Regions from separate parts of the Mus musculus genome. Here all the other regions are linked to region 1. The links are chromatin contacts, called in public promoter capture Hi-C maps. All regions are on one chromosome and are shown on one strand. The core of a region is the stretch at or near the end of the contact, and the rest is flanking DNA. Distances in the headings are between cores, read along the strand shown.

Region 1 (3,436 bases), core at 486-2,985:
GAGATGTTCTAATAGAACACCCAAAGGTTCAGGTCTTAGGGAGAAAGCCTGAATTGTGCCTCCATTTTCCAGGGAGGCACCTCATGCCCTGGCTACAGGAAGCAGTCACGTGTGGACCCTTTATTAGGCACTGCCATATAAGCTCAGGGCACAAGAGACCAGGACATCCCTAGGCAAAGATCAGCAAGCAAAGGTAAGCACAAAGACTATACAGGAATTGGGACTTTCTGGGAGCATCTCTCTCAGCGCTGGTAGGGTACCCTAAGGATGAGGAGAGACTAAATGGGGGTTTTCCTGCTGAGCCAGGCCATGCTGACTGCAATGTTGCTGAGTTGTGTTCTGCTGTTGGCACTGCCTCCCACACTGGGGGTCCAGATGGGCGTGGCTCCACTGAAGGGCATCAGAAGGCCTGACCAGGCTCTGTTCCCAGAGTTCCCAGGTGAGTATGGTCAGGTTGGGGATATGTGGGGCAACGACCATTGCTGGCCACAGACCTGCCCGCCCAGGCTTAGACCTCCTTCCCCAATCCCAATCCCAACCTAGGGAGGTGGGTACTTGGTGCATGGTGGGTGTGGCCCTCACATCTTCTGCCCCAGGTCTAAGTCTGAATGGCCTCAAGAAGACAACTGCAGACCGAGCAGAAGAAGTTCTGCTGCAGAAGGCAGAAGCTTTGGCGGAGGTAACTCATTAGGGAAAGGGATAAAGTAGAAGGTAGGGCGCATCAGATACCATCATCTCTCCCCACTTCCGGATTACCCAACCTGGGCAGAACTGCAGCCCCTCCCTGACCTCAGTCCACTGCCACCCTACTGGGGTCGGGGTTTGAGAGTTTCCTGAACCTTATTCCCCTACGAATGCAGGTGCTAGATCCACAGAACCGCGAGTCTCGTTCTCCGCGTCGCTGTGTAAGGCTGCACGAGTCCTGCTTGGGACAGCAGGTACCTTGCTGCGACCCGTGCGCTACGTGCTACTGCCGCTTCTTCAATGCCTTTTGCTACTGCCGCAAGCTGGGTACGGCCACGAACCTCTGTAGTCGCACCTAGCCAATGGATGTTGTTTGGGCAAAGGCAGGGGATGAGAATAAAGGATGGGACGGTTTAACCTTAAAGCTGTGGTTATTTCAAACGTGGCTGTCGAAGGGTTGTCGGGGCGTCGTCATGCTGGAACCACACACACCATAACCTCGGGGTCTAAGCTACACCATCATCTGAACCACATATATGGGCGAGTTTAAGGCACCAGGCCCCTTGGGGAAATCAGAAGGCCACACCCCGGTCCTAGAGAACTAGTGCAACAAACGCCGGGAAAGCGGGCGCAGTGCGGCTTACCGGGTGTAAAGTCTAGTTGGAGGATAACCATTTGGCTCCGAAACTCTCCCCTCCTCTTCCTTGGACCTCGGTTTCTGTCTGGTAGGAGACAGCCTCGACAGCCTAAGGAATAGCACACCCGCTCAGCTTTACCCGGCTGGCCCTAATGAAGCCAGACAGAAGCGCCAAACCCAGGAAAACTCAACTTAGGGCCCACCTCGCATCCTGAGGGTATTAGCACCACCACGCGGTCGATTTCCATCATCGACCTTTCTTTGCTCTCCGCTAGGCGCTCCAGGGCCGCCTTTCCTTAGTGCGCAGGCGCCGGGAGGGCAGTTATAGCCGGTCGGGCACTCCAGAGTAACGCATGCGTGCCAGGGTGCCCGGAAACTGGAGCCATTTAAGAGCCAGGCCCTACTGCGGTCACGTGAGACGCGGTGCGTCACCTGACGCACTTGACAGCCCGCTGCGGCCGCCGCGTCAGCTGATCCGGGGAGTCTAGTTGCGTGCGGGCAGATCGGGGCTCTCTGGTCCCGCCGCCCCCCGCCTCCCCTGCCGCCTCCCACCCCCGCCGCAGCCATGTCGTTCTTCCCGGAGCTCTATTTCAACGTGGACAATGGCTACTTGGAGGGATTAGTGCGCGGCCTGAAGGCCGGGGTGCTCAGCCAGGCGGACTACCTCAACCTGGTGCAGTGCGAGACGCTCGAGGGTGAGCCGCGGGTCCGGGCTGTCTGAGGGGGGCCTCCCTGAGCCGGGAAGGGCACGCGAGGCCTCTGGGAACCCGCGAGCTGATTGATGGTGGGCATGTCAGGAAGGAGTCTGCCTCTAGCTGCGGCTCTGCGCGGGGGCCCAGACGTAAACAAGCCTTCAAGAACCGCAGTGGTTTACCTGGGCTCGGGTTGCCTCTAACCTCGTCGAGCTAGTCCTATAATTTAGAAGGACGGGTCCCCGAGGATTGGTTAGCCGGCGCGACGAGTGCGCCTCCAAGCTTCTTCCCCCTGGCCCAACCCTAGGCCTGTTGGGTGGCAGTGCCTAGGGAAGTTAGATGGAAAAGGCTTCTCTCCTCCCCCAAGGGCTTTAGAATCGTTGTGTCTTGGTGGTGTTGGTCTGAGGGTTGGGTCGTCCTGGGGAATTGCTAAGCCAGTTTAGCGAGAGGTTCCTCCCAGCTCTGAACCGCTGGCTGTGTAGAGTCTTCAAGACTGTTTGGAAAAGCAAGAGGTGGCTCTGTAAATCAGAAATTCACGTACAAGTATTTGGCCCCAACCTGCATTCACACCCCACCCCAGCACTGTTGGGGCACCAGTTTGTTTGTTTGTTTCTTTCTTTCTTTCTTGGTTTTTCGAGACAGGGTTTCTCTGTGTAGCCCTGGCTGTCTTGGAACTCACTCTGTAGACCAAGCTGGCCTCAAACTCAGAAATTCACCTGCCAAGTGCTGGGATTAAAGGCGCACACCACCACGCCCGGCAGGGCACCAGTTTCTTACACAAGAGTGACAGAAAGCTAAGTTCCTCTTTCTTTCTTTTCCTTTTTTTTTTTTTTAAGATTTATTTATTGTTATATGTAAGTACACTGTACCTGTCTTCAGATACACCAGAAGAGGGCATCAGATCTCTTTACGGATGGTTGTGAGCCACCATGTAGTTGCTGGGATTTGAACTCAGGACCTTCAGAAGAGCAATCGGTTCTCTTAACCGTTGAGCCATCTCGCCAGCCCCCAAGTTCCTCTTTCTTAACACATAAATCTAAAGCAACAGTTTCCAACTTGTGGGTCACCATCCCTTTGACGGTCATAAGGGTCACCTAAGACCATTGAAAACCACAAATATTTATGGTTAACAACAGTAGCAAAATTACAGTTGTGAAGCAGCAATGAAAATAATTTTTATAGTTGGGGGTCACCACAACATAAGGTGTTTTAAAGGGTTGCAGCTTTAGGAAGGTTGAGAACCACTGATCTAAAGTTAGATGGCTCAACTGTAGCAGATGTACTAAGCTAGAGATGTCCCTAATTCTAGACCCTCCACGCACATGGTAGTAAAGGACAGAGACATGAGTTCCCATCTCTGAGTCCTAAAGGATTCCTTTGAAGAAAGGGGCTTGTAGCTGGAAGAGGCTGGGTGATTCACCCA
Region 2 (3,436 bases), core at 322-2,821, 1.6 Mb before region 1:
AACCAGTGCTAGGAATCTTAAAAACCAGACTGAAGGAAATCTAGGGTAGAATATAGGGGGACAGGAAGGGCCTTTCCTTATTTTCCTTAACCCAACAGTTTCTCATTTTTGTCCCCAAACTGGGACAGAATTCAGGGCCTTGAACCTGTTGAGCTACGCACTCCTGGCCTCTACAAAGAGTCCTAACCCACTAGGAGTTAAATGCTCCGATTGAGGCGCAGAGGGGAGAGAGAAGAGGTGACCCCTCTTCTCAATCAAGGTTGTAATAACATCTGTGCCCCAAAAGGTTAAGAACGTGGTTGTGGAAGGCACATAATTAGGCTAACTAGTCACCATCCTAAACATGACCCAAAACTGCCACAGTCACGAGAAAGGAAAAGTGTTCCACCATCCAAAGAAAACAAAGCTACTTCCAACAGGAATTGGCTGTCATAGTCTCTGCACTCGGAAAAAAAAAAAAAAAATCAACAGAGTATCCGCCCAGCCTGCCCAAGGCCCATCCCTTCCATCCCTTAAGCACAGGTCTCCAGGGAAGGCAGTGTTCCTTTGTTTTCCAGTCTGTGGGCAACTGGCTGGGCGTGGAGCCAGAGGTGAGGGACCTGTGTGGAAGAGAATCCTGCAGGGTGCTGAGCCTTGCAGGCTAGAAGCTGCCCACGGGTGGGCTCGGGCTTTGCCTGGACAGAGATACCCAAGAGCCCACAGAACAGGGGGGACAATGCGTCTGCTGCAGAGGCAGCGCCCTGGCCTGCTTTCTTCCCGCAGCTCCTGCCAGGGATCTGGGCAGCATTCCTGCCCCCGCGTTCCATCCAGCACCGCAGTCTTACTCATGGGCCTTGGTGCTTTTAGAAGTCGTTTGGGGACCTTTCAAAATTGGCACGGCCATGTTTTCTCCCTGGGGGCCCCCCTCAGCTTTCAGAAGCTGCTCTGCTACGTTGGTATACAGGGACACTCCCTTCCTCTGACCCTTCTTGGCTTTGGAAGAGGAGGACCTGGGAGGTGGCAGATGTCCCAATAAAGGCTGGAAGGAGCCCCGTGAGTGCTCGGGCGGTTGAGCCAGAGAGCTGCGCCAGCACTCGGGGTAACCTCCGGGGAGGGCGCAGTCCACACACATCCTGGCTTCCAAGAGCAGGCCTTGGGTGTCTGCCCATTATCAGACTCTCCGGCTCAACCCTAGGCTTTGAGCCCCAGAGGGGTGTCCCTCAGCGTGGAGTTGTCCTTCTGTACTTGCATTAATACACCCCCAGGGGTGCTTAGTATCCATTTCCAAGCTTCCCCATGGTCATGAAGGGCACCTTCATCACCAGGACTCACCCCAACTTACTGTGCACCGCTTAATTGGAAGGACATCTAGACGCCATGTCCAAAAGTGCACACACTCATTCCTTTCGTTAAAGTCGGCCTCTTTCAGGATCCTATTCTGTCTTCACACCCAGTGTGAAGTCACGAGGGGCTGGGACGATACACAGTCTCTTTCTTCTTCACAGGGGCTTGGCAGCCTTCTCTTCTCCACTGTAGACCTCGGGGAGTGCTTGAATGGGGCCAATGCCAACTGCCTCTGTAGATGTCAGACTCACGCATGCGCACTGTGCACTGAAGGCCCCCATTGCCTAAGCCCCTGTCCCACTGGCTGACAGGTGGGTGCCCTGATGGGTGTCCACACAGAGGAGAGGCTGAGCGGAGGACAGGATGCAGTAGGGAGCTTGCTCAATGTGGAAGCCCCCTTTGGAAGCCCTCCTCCACAGTTCTTCCTGGAGATCGCTCACACCTTGCCCCTACACCCCTTTTCAGATCAGGATAGTATTGGCTGCCCCTCCACCGACCCTGAACTGCTTCATTATGACTTGAGACAAATTTTCCCTAGACCCTCCCTACACTCTGCACTTGGTACCATCATTAAACTGCCCTTGGGGCGATCCAGTTGTTGCTTTCCAGGACCAATTCCGGGCTGGCCTGTCTTAGGTACTCCACACCCTGCTTTGAATAGGTGATTTTTTTTTTTTTTTTTACTTTAGTGCAGTACTTGCAGGGGAGTTGAATCCAGGGTCCTGAGCATCCCAGGTAAGCTCCTGTTGTCACTGAGCTATATCCCAGTCTCGAAGCATGAACGACAGAGAAGGATGGTTGAGCCCGGAGAGATGTGATGGCTCACCTATTGAGACGGCTTTTTGTAACTCCAGCACCAGGAGACCCAACACTCTCTTCTAGCCTCCTCAGGCACCCACACATGTGGGCATACCAGCACACAGACAACATACACAAAATTAAAATAGCTTTGAAAAGGAGAATGCTATCCCGGCATGGTGGTAGACAACTTTAACCCCAGCACTCAGGAGACAGAGGCAAGCAGCTCTCTGTGAGTTCAAGGCCAGCCTGGTCTAGAAAATGAGTTCTAAGACAGGCAGGGCCACATAGACAGACACTGTCTAAAAATAAAGTGTTGTGCTTCTATTCATATATCATAAAATTCACCCTTTTAAGAATACACTGTAGGAGCTGGGCATGGTGGCACACACCTTTAATCCCAGCACTTGGGAGGCAGAGGCAGGTGGATTTCTGAGTTCGAGGCCAGCCTGGTCTACAGAGTGAGTTCCAGGACAGCCAGGGATATACAGAGAAACCCTGTCTCGAAAAGCCAAAAAAAAAAAAAAAGGCCCTACAGTGTAGGGCCTTTGCTATACTTAAACAGCCATGACCACTAACTGAAGCCTTCATCCCCCTATATTCACAAGCAGTCCCTAGCAACATGACCCTTCCATCCCTGTCAAGTCCAATTTGTCCCAATCTGTGTCTGAACTTGACTATTCTGGACATGTCACATAAGTCGGATCATATTGTATGTGATTTTTTTGGTGTCTGGTTTTTCTTTCATTTAATGTCATGCTTTCAAAACTCATCCATGTATCAGTAACTCCTTAATTCTTACTGCTGAATAGTTTTCCATCATGCACATGTCCATGTGTGCACGTACATGCACACGTGTACACACACTGCATTTCATCTCTGGATACTTGAAAAGGCTACGGTGGGTATTTTATATACTTTATATGAACATCTATTTTCTTCTTTATTTTTTTTTATTCTATGTGTATGAGGTTTTTGCCTGCATGTGTGTATGTGTACCATGATCATGCTTGAGCTCCATATAGTTGTAAGCCCGCATGTAGACGCTGGAAATTGAACCTGGGTTCTCTATAAGAGCTTTAAAGTGCTGAACCATCTCTCCAGCCTCCTCGCACCCACCCCACACTGTTATTTTGAGTCAGAATCTTGCCATATACTCTAGGCTAGCCTCTAATTCATGATCCTCCTGCCTCAGCCTCCTGAGCAGTGGAGTTACAAATATATGACACTAGGCCTTGCTGAACATGTTCTCAGTACTCACGGCACATACGGAGGAGGGGAAATTGCTGGGTCACATGATCTCTCTTTGGTCATT
Region 3 (3,436 bases), core at 521-3,020, 1.2 Mb after region 1:
GTCCTGAGTTCAAATCCCAGCAACCACATGGTGGCTCACAACCATCTATAATGAGATCTGACGCCTCTTCTGGCCTGGCTGAAGACAGCTACAGTGTACTTACATATAATAAATAAATTTGAAAAAAAAAAAAAAAGAAAAAGTCTGGTTCTGGTGGCACTCCCCTGCCCCAACCTCCTCCCTCCCCCACTCCTGTTTTCTCACTCCCCAGTTCTTGGTGGCTGCTTCTTCCTCCAGCTTTCTATCCAGGTCAGACTCCCTACTTGCATGAGACCAAGGGGGAGGAATGACTGGGGGAGGCTCCCCTATACCCTATGAGCTTACTACCCTTCATATTTTCTTAGGCCTGTCTTTCTGGCACCCAGCTAGGGCAAGGACATCTTGTGACTTCTGGTTGGCACTCACTCCTTTTCCATGAAGGGGTACTGGGCAGGTAGGACTGAAGCCAGTGGCCAGTAGATTCAAAGACCCGCCCCACGCCTCCCAGAGGCTTCCAGAGATCTGAAACGGCCAGAAAATGGGCTCTAGGTCCGCTTGGCACCTCATTTAGGAACAAAGTATTAGGTTCTACCGGAGACCTCAGGGTTGATGCTCCTTAGTAGGTCCTGGGGTACAACGGAGAGGTCCTGGGGCAGAACCCCCCTTTTGCCCTCAAGGATATCCTCAAGGTCACTGGATGAGTCACCTGCCAAGTTTCCTAGCAGTTAAAGACACTGTCTCTCCTATCCCCAACTCGAAGTGGGAGCAGGTCGGATATTAAGTTGCTAGGTATCTGAGCAACAAGTGGCTGTCACTATGGTCTGTTTCCTCCTTCCACCGTCCCTCCTCCCACCCCTCTCCCCATCTCCATAGGCTCCATGCCAGTTCCCGCCCCACACGTGATGATGAGTGTTGGGAGGACAAAGGAGACCTTCCTATCCGGGTGGGGACAAGCAGGGAGGAGGAAGGAGTACAGCGCGGGAGGGGGGAAGGAGGGCATGAAGTCACCCCGCAGGCTCGCCACCCTGAAACAGTGGTCCGCCTGTGTCTTCACTACGTGGCCCCTGCCTCACCCACTCCCCGGGGGCACATCCCACTCCGTAGGATCTTCACCACACAGGCGGCTAGGTCTCAGCCTAGGAGGTGGGAGGGTGTGCAGGGCGGGCGAGGCCAGAAGAAGCTTAGCGAGCGCAGCAGTCCCGGGGACTCAGAGAGGGCGGAGGCGCTCGAGGTCACACAGCAGCCGAGCTGCGGCTCCAGCGGGGACCAGGACCCCAAACCCTTGACTTCTGGTCCCTTTCGAGGGCCTCGCAGACTGGAGAATCCGGGAAGAACACGGCTCGGGCCTGATTCTGACTCGAGCTCCGCTACAGAGAAGTCGTAGCAAGCTTGGGGGCGGTGGTCCAAATTCTCCTGGGCTGGAGGTGCAAGGCCCCAGGCTGGGGCGCGGGTACCGGGCTTCACGCACCCGGGGAGCACACGCACTCACCGACTCGGCCAGCAGGAGGCGGCCTTTGAGAGAGCAGAGGAAGGCGCGCGCGGGCAACAGGGCTCGGAGTCCCGGCACTGTCCTGCCACTTCGGGGGCCATGCGCGGACTCTGGATCGGGCTCTGGCTCTGCGTCCGGGGGCCACATAGCGGCGCTATCTGGTCGAGCCTGGGCCTCACTGCCTCACCCACCGCCCTGGAGGGAAGCGGAAACCCGCTGTGCGGAAGAAGAAAAAGTGGAGTTAGACTAGGCCGGGGACTCATCCTCCGCTGTCCCGCCCACCTCCCCCATCCCCACCCACAACTGCCCCTCGAACCCTGCCCCGCCCATCCTCCCTCCGACCATTCTCTACGCAGCCCCCGTGTTCCGTGGACGCTGCCTTACCCATCCGTCCTGTGGATCCTCCCATCTCCTCCTCCCCCACTCCCCCTCTGCCTACGTCCTGCCCATATCCTGCTCCATCCTTCCAACCACTCCTCATTGCCCCTCAGATGTAGTCCAGTCTGTCTCTCTCTGTCTTCTCTATTTCCACTTACTTCCTCTGCCTCTTCACTAGCCTTAGGATCCTTCCCTGCACCTTGTCCTTTCATTCTCAGTTCCCCCTCGATCCTGTCCCGCCCACCAACCCCGGCGCACCCCACAGTCCCTCCGACCCTGCTCTTCTCACTTCCCCACCCATGAATCTTTGCACTACACTGCCCCTCCGACTATCCTTGGCCCTCTATCCTCCGGTCACTTCTCATTCTTCACCCCCTCTACTGCCCCCCCCCACCTCCTTTACCTGCCCCACCTATCTTCTGCCCCATTCTCGCACCCCTTCCCATGCAGCCTTCTAGCACCTACCTCCCCACCTCCCGCACTCACTATTTCTGCTACGTCCCGGGGTGACACAGATTCTGTACCCAGATCCTCCCAGTCCCCTCGCACTCCAGCTCTCTGTTTGCTCTGTGTGGCTGGCCTGGAGTCTTCTTTTGTCGTTTGACTCCTTACCCCCCCCCCCCCCCCCCCCGTCCTGACTGACACAGACCCACTTATCTGCCCTGAGCGCCCCCTAAAGCGACCACCTGTCCTTGCTCAGCGGTTCTGCTCTTTAAGCTCGAAGTAACTTACTGCCTAGACAACTCCAGGACAGGGACACTGCCCCCATACCCCACCCCCATCTCCGCTAAGTCCTCTCCAGGCTTGGCTCTAACCAGGCGAGATCAGTTCTTTCAGAGTGCTTTCCCCTTCTTGGCTCCTCTCAGAGTTTTCCTACTACTTCCCAGGCCACCCTCCCGCTAGTTCTTGGCTTGCCCATCTTCCTCTATTTTACAGGCCACGCTCCTGTCAGGCCTCAGCCAGCCCATCCTCCTTCCTGGCCTCTTTCGTTAGCTGCCCAAGGCTTGGGTTCGTTCTGTGCTGGACTAACCAGAGATCTGGAATTATCCTTGTTCTCCCCCACGGCTAGCCCATCATGGATGCTCTCTTAATACCACTAAGTCTGCACTCCTGCCCCATTAACTATCGTGAGGCTCTTTAAGAGACTAATGCTTTCTTCCTTGTCACCCGGATGCGCTAAGATCACTAGTCATGATCCCTCCCACTGCACCCTCAGGAAAATTGATGCTTCCTCTTGCCACGGGGACTTTGTACATCTGTCCTTTCTAACAGTGTGTGTGTGTGTGTGTGTGTGTGTGTGTGTGTGTGTGTGTGTGTGTGCATTTTCTTGTGTCTGGGTGCTGATAGAGACCAGAGGTGACTGTAGCTGTTTTTGGCTACTTAGTGGGTTCTTCTTTCTTCCACCCTTCTCCATACCTTTCCTTCCACACTTTCAACCCTCTAACACTAGATAAGAGAGAAAAATGGATAGAGAGGAAAGGAGAAAGGAAAGGAAAGAGATCCCAGAATAAAGTCAGGGGTTGGAAAGGGGCAACATTATTATTAGTCCTTCTTGCTGATTGGGGCAAGTTTGAGCTTTGCTGTCAAGAT
Region 4 (3,436 bases), core at 559-3,058, 1.0 Mb after region 1:
GCTTGCTCCTACAAAGGCCCTGCTTCATTCTTTTCTCTTTTCTTTTTTTTTTTTAAAGATTTCTTTTTAAAATTTATTTATATGAATACACTGCAGTTGTCTTCAGACACACCAGAAGAGGGCATCAGATCCCATGACAGATGGTTGTAAACCATCACGTGGTTGCTGGGAATTGAACTCAGGACCTCTAGAAGAACAGTCAGTGCTCCTAACTGCTGAGCCATCTCTCCATCTCCCCTGCTTCATTCTTTTAACCGAAGTGACTACAGCGATAACCTCTTTAATTTTTCTTCCCCTTTTCTTTCATTTCCTTTGCACCCATTCTTTTAAAGGGCTGGGGAGAAGGCTCAGCAATTAAGAGCACTTGTTCTGCGGAGGATCCAAGTTCAGTTCCCACAGTGAATATTTCACAACCTCACACATACATTTAAGAATAAGTTTTCCTCAAAGGAGAGGTGGCAAGATGGCTCAGCAAGCTGGAAGATTTGGGCTTATCCCTCGAACCTGTGTTGAAGAGGACGAGAAGTGACTTCTGCAAATGGTCCTCTGTCCTCCACGAGTGCATGATGGCATTCTTGCACACACACCAATCAATAAACATTAAAAAGTTGTAAGAAGTGCATGCTCTGAGGTATCCTTGTCCACTTACTAACAACTGAATGCTTCTCAAAATCACACAGTCGCAGGCAGTACAGCACCCTCGGCCCCTGATGTTGTTGTTTCCAATTACATTTGTCCATCTTTCCTTTCCTGGGGCCAAGGTGTATGCAAGGCTATGTAGTGAACTTTCACTTTCACTTTTGACCTTCTCACATTCCCTGGGTGTATTTTATATCGCTCACGTTTCACCTGTCTAACTGGAGAGGGAATGTGACAACTGACAGACATGCACAAGCACATAATGAGCTGGGAACGCCTAACGCCCCTTTTCTCCCATCAGTTGGGTTCCATAGGGGTTGGGGGAGGGAGGTCACAGCAGGGTGTCCCCTCACCTTGTGTCCTAACACTGTGCCCAGGGGAAGTGCATTTGTTAGCACTGCAATATTACTGTCAAATGGAGCCGTCTCTTTGGTCCCTCACCCCACAAGGCTGGAAGGATTTTATGTGTGGATGTACACTCATCATGTGCTGGGATAATAATCTCAGGACGTGCAAGTGCATCTGGCAATCATGAATCTGGAGACTCCTCTAGGATTTGGGATAGAGGAAAGCAATTCTTACTTGTCAGCAAGCCTCTTCTTCCCTCTTGTCCTCAACTTGCTCATAAGCTCCTTCCTTAGCATCGGCCACCAAGGGACAGTCATCCTGTGTCACATGAATCGATGATAGCTTTAATTTCCTCCTTGTTCATGGGCTTCACAGGCAACTCTGGCTGCTTCTCAGACACCCTCCCGTCCCCCAAGTCCACTTCTCATTTGTCTCCTGATGCCGTTTCATCTCGTTCAAAACCCCCTTTCCCTTGCGTCACCACGGGGAACAATTCTTGGAGGGAAGCCGTGGGGTGGGGCCCCTCTGTCTACCCATCAGGGTAGCTTCTCTATATAGAATACTATATACAAGTATGCTGGTGTATTGTTCCTCTTGGAGGAGTCTCAGGAACGGTGAACTCACCCAGAAGAGGACTAAGGTTTATCAGTGATAAGGATTATCACTCGATTTAAAAGTCGGAGTTCTCCACAATTACTGCAGGTAGAGAGAGAGAAACATTCTGTGGAACTCAACCTCAGGTTTCCCCCGGCTTCCCAGTGACGCGTGCGCAGTGCAGCGTCGGCGCCCCCTACTGGCTGCGCGCTGGAGGAGGGCGCTTAGTGCGCCTGCGTGAGGCCGAGTGGGTGGCGGCCTCCTTAGGCGGCTTTGCTGTTCGCGGGCCAGGCGCGGCCATGGCGCAGCCAGGGAAGATACTCAAGGAGCAAAAGTACGACCGGCAGCTGAGGTGAGCCGGGGTTTACGAGTGAGCAAGCCGGCCAGGCTGGCGGGCTCTCCTGACACCCGCGGGGCCTAAGTGCCTAGGCCGGGTAGGCCGGCCTCCCACGGGCCTGCGGCTGCGGCCGGCCGTGCAGGGCGTGGGGAGCCGGCGCTCTGGGATCCGGCCACTGGCCCGAGTGTTCGGCGAAGGCCGGCTCGCCCCTTCCCGCACGGCTGGCTGTCCGCGGTTTGCGGTGCGCGGTGTCTCCGCCAACCCACTGGGCTGCACAGTCTCGGCAGGCCCTCCCTACTCGTTCGCTAAACGAGGGGGGTGGGAGCACCCCATCCTGCCCGACCGCCGAGCGCTGCGCCCCGGCAGGTATTGGTCTACGCCCGCGCTGGCCAATAGAAATGCGTCATGCTAGCTTTATCGGAGCAAACCGTGTTCGTAATTACACATTTTCCAGTAGGCACCTTTCAAATAAAGTTAAAAGAAGCTAGACATGGTAATCCCAAGGACTTGAGAAGCAGAGGCAGGTGGATCGGAAACTGAAAGCCAGCCTGGCCTCCATTGGAAGACCTTGGGAACCGGGAGAATAAAGAGACAGGAAAATAAGTTTTGCTACTAGTTCTCCCCACCCCTCTCGTTTATATAGAGACATGGTCTTAAGTAGGCCAGTCTTGAACTCAAGCGCCTACGTCCCAGGTCTCAAGTGCTGAGATTGAAGATGCTCACTGCCCAGCCAGACTCAAAAATAAGTTTTTGCTCCCCCACCCCACCCCTTTTTTTTTTTTTTTTTGTCTTTTACCTTTGAGTGGCCGCCTGGACTTGCAATGTAGAGCAGACTGCGCTCAGACTTGATGCAATCCTTCTGCCTCTTTTTCCCCAACAGCTGAGATTATAAGTGTGGACTATTACACCCGGTTTATGAAGTATTGAGGCTGGAACTCTGGACATCATGCCTGCTTGCCAAATTGAGCTACATTCCCCAATCCCAGAATCAAATTTGACAGTGTTTATCTAACCTAGTATTCCAAAACATTACAATTTCAACGTAATTATTGTTAAAATTACCAAGCTATTTTTGTTGTTGTTGTTCACAGAGTCTTATAAATCAGGTATCATACACATTTTAAAAATGTCTTAATTCATGCCAGCTGCATTTCTAGTACTCAGAAACCATTTGGACAGGGCACATCTAAACCATCCGGTGGATTCTTTAGCTATTTCTCCTTCCTTGTCTCTTCCCACCTTCTTCCTTTCTTATTGAGTATACTCTGTGTCAGCTAAGTGTATCAAAGTGTTGCCATCCCCTCGCCTCTCTTAATCTCAAGAGAACTTACCCTGTGTCCCTAAGGATGGAGGTTTCTCTTTGTATTGACTACCTAGCTCTTACTCTCCCAGAGACGTAGGTACTTAGTTCTGAGAATCCTTGAAGGCAGACGGTCTTTGATACTGGATAGGGAAACTAAGTCTTGTAAAAGTTAGGTTAATTTGCCCAGAGTTAGACATGTTTCCAGCTTGGGGCCA

What was found. Promoter capture Hi-C pulls out the DNA fragments that hold promoters and counts their contacts.
Region 2: a contact with region 1 is called in a promoter capture Hi-C map of liver, with 3 times the contacts expected there. The contact joins the promoter of 4930517G24Rik here to the promoter of Atp6v0d1 in region 1. A contact is called at or near these places in 2 of 39 promoter capture datasets (both in liver).
Region 3: a promoter capture Hi-C map of stem cell-derived epiblast-like cells shows a contact between it and region 1, with 3 times the contacts expected there. The contact joins the promoter of Cmtm3 here to the promoter of Atp6v0d1 in region 1.
Region 4: a promoter capture Hi-C map of pre-B cells shows a contact between it and region 1, with 2.6 times the contacts expected there. The contact joins the promoter of Nae1 here to the promoter of Atp6v0d1 in region 1. A contact is called at or near these places in 1 of 39 promoter capture datasets (pre-B cells) and 1 of 9 other capture datasets (liver).

Annotation. Positions count from the first base shown.
Region 1 is chr8:105,564,363-105,567,798 of GRCm38.p6, reverse strand. It overlaps Atp6v0d1 (ATPase, H+ transporting, lysosomal V0 subunit D1), which reads left to right and starts at 1,735. Exons shown (of 8, transcript NM_013477.4): 1 at 1,735-2,016. The coding sequence starts at 1,887. It overlaps Agrp (agouti related neuropeptide), which reads left to right. Exons shown (of 5, transcript NM_001271806.1): 2 at 73-193; 3 at 307-439; 4 at 597-679; 5 at 861-1,104. The coding sequence starts at 310. The coding sequence ends at 1,043. Gm38250 (predicted gene, 38250) reads right to left here and starts at 1,619. Exons shown (of 4, transcript NR_168532.1): 1 at 1,525-1,619; 2 at 1,329-1,430.
Region 2 is chr8:107,203,465-107,206,900 of GRCm38.p6, reverse strand. 4930517G24Rik (RIKEN cDNA 4930517G24 gene) reads right to left here and starts at 1,571. Exons shown (of 3, transcript NR_166499.1): 1 at 1,312-1,571.
Region 3 is chr8:104,338,928-104,342,363 of GRCm38.p6, reverse strand. It overlaps Cmtm3 (CKLF-like MARVEL transmembrane domain containing 3), which reads right to left and starts at 1,770. Exons shown (of 5, transcript NM_024217.3): 1 at 1,469-1,770. The coding sequence starts at 1,615.
Region 4 is chr8:104,533,009-104,536,444 of GRCm38.p6, reverse strand. Nae1 (NEDD8 activating enzyme E1 subunit 1) reads left to right here and starts at 1,808. Exons shown (of 20, transcript NM_144931.3): 1 at 1,808-1,933. The coding sequence starts at 1,881. It also overlaps a transcript of Car7 not described here.